Linked DNA regions of Mus musculus: region 1 is linked to region 2. Evidence: chromatin contacts called from public HiChIP or PLAC-seq data. All regions are on one chromosome and are shown on one strand. Each heading gives the region's core, a stretch centred on a gene start, on an enhancer-like site or on the middle of the called end of the contact. The rest is flanking DNA. Distances are from core to core; before and after follow the strand shown. Region 1 holds the start of Mtmr11 (myotubularin related protein 11). Region 2 holds the start of Gabpb2 (GA repeat binding protein, beta 2).

What was found. HiChIP or PLAC-seq counts read pairs in DNA pulled down with a chosen protein or histone mark.
Region 1: an HNF4G HiChIP or PLAC-seq map of pancreatic cancer cells shows a contact between it and region 2. The contact joins the promoter of Mtmr11 here to the promoter of Gabpb2 in region 2. A contact is called at or near these places in 1 of 115 datasets of contacts at active chromatin or transcription factors (pancreatic cancer cells) and 1 of 9 other capture datasets (liver).

What each region holds. Positions count from the first base shown.
Region 1 is chr3:96,160,661-96,163,360 of GRCm38.p6, reverse strand. Mtmr11 (myotubularin related protein 11) reads right to left here and starts at 1,391. Exons shown (of 17, transcript NM_181409.3): 1 at 1,103-1,391; 2 at 642-732; 3 at 148-269. The coding sequence starts at 1,168. It overlaps Otud7b (OTU domain containing 7B), which reads right to left. Exons shown (of 12, transcript NM_001025614.1): 12 at 2,232-2,700.
Region 2 is chr3:95,216,514-95,219,494 of GRCm38.p6, reverse strand. It overlaps Gabpb2 (GA repeat binding protein, beta 2), which reads left to right and starts at 1,553. Exons shown (of 10, transcript NM_029885.1): 1 at 1,553-1,906. Mllt11 (myeloid/lymphoid or mixed-lineage leukemia; translocated to, 11) reads left to right here. Exons shown (of 2, transcript NM_019914.4): 2 at 1-951. Gm16740 (predicted gene, 16740) reads right to left here and starts at 2,038. Exons shown (of 4, transcript NR_108026.1): 1 at 1,437-2,038; 2 at 1-56.

The DNA.
Region 1 (2,700 bases), core at 142-2,641, 940 kb before region 2:
CCATTTACTGATACATTCACAAGAAAAACAGAGCATTGCTATGTAGCCTAGGTTAGCCTGGAACTCTCATGGTCTTCCATCTCAACGCCCCACCCCCCAACTGCTGGGACACCGCACCAAGCTTTTCTATTACACTAATCACCTCACCTGCTTTCGCTGCCATCCACAAGGCTGGAAGGTTACCCTAAAGTTAGTGCAGATCAGAGTTCCAGGCAGGTCTAGTCCTGGCCCTTTCCTTCGTCCTGGTGCCCATGCTAGGATATGCTCCCCTAAAAGGGAGAAAGAGAAGCAAAGGTCTAACTATCCCCAATGCTGCCCCACACTTCTATGTGGCTACTCGTCTATCCTTAGATGTAAAATTGAAGGAAAAGAATAGACTTTTTTTTTTAACTTCTAAAACCCTGCATAGAACGTGGCACATATACACTCACTGGTCTTTGGATAGTTAATAAGAAAAGTGGTAGCCGGGGTGAGAAAGCAGAATGAACAATGTCCAGGCCTTCCACAAGCTCTGAGGAAGGAGGCAGGAGAATGAGTCTCAGAAACACTTCGAGGAAAGGAATAGGGAGTATCTTTGGTGAAAACAAAAAAGGATGGGGTAGGAAGACTTTTAAAGGAATCTAGAGAGGTCATTTTATTACCTGGGAGACAACCAGAGGCCAGGCAGCTGCCAAGCTGATGACTGCTGGGCTCCGGCATCCTGTTCCCTGGGTTAGACTTCGGTCCAGAGAGCTGAGCAGGGGAGAGAGTTAATCTGGGACCCCCTAAACTCAGAATCTGGGATTTCTCCAGTAGCTGCCTTTGGAGACCCGCATTGAGTTCATTTGTTCGGGTTCTTCCCCCCCCCCCCCCCCCCCTTCTCTGCTCTGCTCTCCTCTCCTCTCAGGGAAATTGAGATCACTGACTGCGGCTGGCAGACAAGACAAGGAGGGGCTGGTTAATGGATAATGAGACAACTCGAGACTGAAAAAGGCAGACGAGCTCCATAACAGTTGATAAAACAGATACACCCTCCTCCTCTGAATCCTTTCCTTCCCCTTTAATTTCCACAGCATCCCATTCACACTCTCTTGTTAGCTACCCTCCCATTCCTTTTCCTTACCCCCATCTCTGGCTCCTCCTTCTGGGGGGCAATGTTGAAACTCTGGCCCCGGCCCCCCCACCACATTTCCCTGGCTCCATCCGGGAGTAGAGCAGCTAAGGGTGGGAGTCCTCAAAGATGCTGGCTCTTTTTGGGGAGAGGCTAAATCCTAGAGGTGGGGAGAAAGAGGCTGGGGAGGACGCAGCGGTAGCGGCATTTCGGATACCAGGAGCACAGTTCCAGGGGTCTTATTTGAAAGGTGTGTCCTGCCCAGACAGGGGAGGCTCTTTGGAAACTTCGGTGACTCTAAGAGAACAGGCAAGATGCCCAGCCCCTTAAAGGAGAATACGCAATTTTTTTTTTCAAAGTAGAAAGGAAATGGAGGAGCTTAAGAAAGATGGGAGGAATGGGGGAACTGGGGATACCCAGATTCCCTTAACCCACATCCACATTTTAGTCTCTTTCTGTTCGTGAATATTAGTGGGTGTGACGAGGGGAGCAGTAGTTAAATGAAAACATTTTGGGCTAGCTCTCTATACTTTTTCAATGAGAGATGAAACACTAGGAAACTCAGTTATTTTGGTTTCGTTTATTCATGGGTTTTGTGATTTTGTTCATTTTCAGCCTCCTCTGACAACCTAACGGGTTGAGAAGGGGACATAAAGGGAACTGAACCTTGTGTCCTTTTCTGGAGAGCGTGACAGGCCCAGGGGCAGAATGGAGTGGACGGAAATTGGTGTGTCTGGGATGCAGACACAGCACAGGTATTTTGGTGTGCAAATCTCGGCAGTGGGGCGGGAGCTAGAAAACCCAGAAAAAGATCGTGGTATATCTAAACCAGCCTTTGCGCCCGGCGAGCGCACCTCCCCACTCCCGCAGCCACCTATTCCTATGGAAAGCCCAGCCCCAGGTACATGACTCCGCCCCTCCAACCCAGTCACCAGATCTCCTAATGAATGATTCATGTTCTGGACTTTGAAAGCTAAGGACTGGAAAACTCTTTTCAGCTCCAGGATCACATTTCCCCCTCCTTCCCTGCTGAATTTAAAAAGCAAAGATGGGGCTGTAGGGCACTGAACAGAGATGCTAAGGAGGGCAGCTTGAGGGCAGCATGTTTCAACACGGAGAAGACAGGAAATGAAATACAAAATAGGTGTTAATGAGCTGCTGTTTTATTGTTTTTGAGTCTGTACAGAGGCAGCAATCCTTAGGTGGGGGCCGTGACATTCAACACTCCCTTCCCCACAGCACACATCCTTCCAGCCTCAGCTTCCAAAGTTCTCTTTGTTGGCTGCAACTGTGGAAATAGTGAACTAGCATGAGCAGAGACTGGAACAAACAGGTATGTACTTGCTAGCAAGCTGGTCTAGACGCCTGATTGTAGAAGTCCTAAAGACTGCTGGTCACCACCACCCCACCACACACCTCAATGCTTCTGGAATAAAGTATGTAGTAAGGAACAGCTTAGGAACAGGTGTGCCAAAATCCCATGACCTACTTTTCTTCTCCCCACCACTTTCCTCCGAAAGCCTCATTCTGTTCTTTAATATCTTGAGGTATGGGAACAGCAGAATATAGAGGGAATGGTCAGGACGGAGAGAAGTGATGTGATCATCGCC
Region 2 (2,981 bases), core at 304-2,803:
TGCTCAGAAAATCAGATTTGAGTCTTCACAGGGAAACTTCACTATGAGGATAATTCCTAAAAGACAAAAGATGTATCTGATCTAAAGAAACACCAGAGTATTATTAGGGGAATTTATATAAAATTGTGATTTTGTCATGGAACAGGCAGATGTTTTGGTCCTAAGTATTTTAGCTTTGCCTTTCTGTAGTTGCAGTATGTGATAGGAATCAGTGATTCCTGACACAGTTCTTTGGCCGCCATAAGACCGTGAAGTAAGCAGTTATGTTCAGACCCTACCCGTCCCCATTCCTTCCAAAGCTATTGCAGATGAATTGCGGAGCTGTTTATTCATTTATGGAATAAAGACGTTAAATCCTAAGTCTGGGGCTTAGTTTTTTCCATTCCAATGAAGTACTACAGATTTTACTCACACTTCCGAATCCAGCTTTCCCTTTTATCTTTTTTTCTTTCTTTTTTTTTTTAAGTGAAGCTTTTCTTTTTATTTTAAAAAGATTTACTATACTATATATGAGTACACTGTTGCACTCTTCAGACACACCAGAAGAGGGCATTGGGTCCCATTACAAGTGAGCCAACATGTGGTTGGTGGGGATTGAACTCAGGACCTCTGGAAGAGCAGTCAGTGCTCTTAACCACTGAGTCATCTCTCCAGCGCTTCCTTCTGTCTGTCTAATATTTGACTTTGAAGAACAATTTAGGATTTGGACATAGCTCAATGGTAGAAGGGCTTGCCAAGCATCTACAAGGCCCTGCTAGGGTTCCCCTGTAAGCAGCCAGTGCTCAGAGATTAGCCACGCCCCCCAGCCCATTATTAACTTTTAAATTTGTGTGGTTTTCTTCGGAGGCGGGCCTTGAACTCAGAGAAATCCACCTGACTCTGCTGGACTCTGCTAGGGTGGGCCTAGCACTTTGGTATTAAATTAGGAGACCTGTGCCTCCTGCTGTGATCAAAGGCGTGTTTGTTATTATTACTGATTTTAATTTTTAGTGTGCATTGGTGTTTTGCCTAAATGTATGCTTGCTTGTGTGAGGGTGTCAGATCTTGGAGTTAAAGGCAGTTGTAAGCTGCAATGTGGGTGCTGGGAATTGAACTGGGGTCTCCTAAGGCATTGCTCCAGCGTCCTGTTATTGATTTTTGAAAGGTTTTCTCCGAGCTTTCTCTCGGTCCTTATATCAGTTAAAATGGTGAACAGAAACCAAGATAGACTGGTAAATGAAAGACATGCAATTTCATGTCCCATCCTATTCTAGTCTTCCCCCCAAAAGTTCAGGGGTTCTTTCCTGACCTATATTCAGGACACTGGGAAAGTGTCCGGTCAGACAGGAGTGCATAACCAGAAGGTCCCGAATAGCGGAAGCAAGATTCTCCCCCAACCCTCAAGTTAGCCCGGCGTTGAACCAGCAGGAAGGTAGAGTGCGGACGCCAACACGCACCAGTAACCAGTTCCTCCGAGCGCTGCACTGGTTGGCGCCAAAACTACCATCTGCGTCCGTCCCCTGCCGGAACTATCCCTCACGTAAGCCACGTAATCGGTGATCCTGCGCCTCGCTAAGTAGTCCCGCTCAGGATGCCCGCGGTATACGTTTTTCCAGCTCACGAGGTCCTCAGTAGGAAGGAGTCGGACTCAGAGGTGCGTTGAGGTCCTGAGAGAAGGGCAAAGTGGCTCCGCTAACCCATTTCCTTCAGATTCCTCCGCCAGGACGTATAGTCACAGCGCCTTCACTTCCGGGTCCGCCATTTTATTGCCTCCATTTCTCCGTGAGGGGGGGTAAGGGCCCCCCCAAATATGCATATGTGAAAAGGCCGAAAAGTGAGGCCGCTGGCAAGGAGTCTTAACTAGAGAAAGAAACGGGACCAAACTGGCGGGCCCAGTGAGAGCGAAGCCGGCAGCGCTCCGGAATAGGTGAGGGGGAAAGGACACGCAGGGTTCCGGAGCTTCCGAACTGCGATGCAAGGGGCAGTGATAAGTGGCCGGCCCAGCCCGGCCAGGACCTGTGGGCGCCGGCCTGCACACTGCCGGAGCGGGGGTGGCGGCGGGGGGGAGAGGGACCAAGAGGAAGGGGATGCTGTCGGGAGGAAGGGGAGGGGACTGGGAGGTGAAGGGGGTGGGTGGAAGACCTGGGGCTGGGGAGCTGGACTCCGGGAAGCCAAGGCCACATGGGGTGACCACGAGGGGGCGGTGTGGCGCAGGAGTCCGGGCTGCCACTACAGACTGGGGCTCCCACTTGCAAGTTGGCGCCCCTGAGTTTGGCAGAGTGCTGATGTCAAAAACTGAGGGATATGTGACTAGGGAGGAAGTGGGAACTGGACTTTTCAAGGTCCAGTAATAACGTGAAACTTTAGTAAGTTCATAATGTGAACAAGAGCAGTCATGGACTTATATCCAGTTCTCAACACAGATGCTTGTACAGCTGGCCTCCCAGTGGGAATGTGTGGGGGGTGAGGGGGGGGAGAAAAAGAAAAAAAAGTACAGACCGAGAATTCTTCAATTGCTTTCTTTCTTAGCGTGCACCTCTTGTCACAGATTTCCTCCAGGAATTCTGCTGTCTCCCTCTTCCTATAAAGGATTTTCTCTAGTTTCCAATCCAATATTTGGGTCTTACTATGTAGTTTGGATTGGCTGCCTCACAGCGATTCTCTAACCTTAGCCCCTGGAGTGTTGGAATTACTGAGGTGAGCCATGTTTTTTGTACATGCTTTGCAAAGAACAAACCACCACACCCAAATGATAAACAAAAGTTATTATTCTTTGGTAATGGGCTGCTTTGTCAAGTGCTCAGGCACTCCATGGTTATTAAAATATTTATTGAAAGTTCTGAACACTAAGTACTCAGTGCTTGAGAAGAGGAGAGAGAAAGATCCAGGTGTTCAAGGCCAGCCTGTGCTACTTGACCCAGAAAGGTCTCCTGGTCTTGTTTTGTATTTTATTGGCTTCCTATTCCTAGGAGGCAGGGTTGGGAGTATAGCTCAGAGGCAAG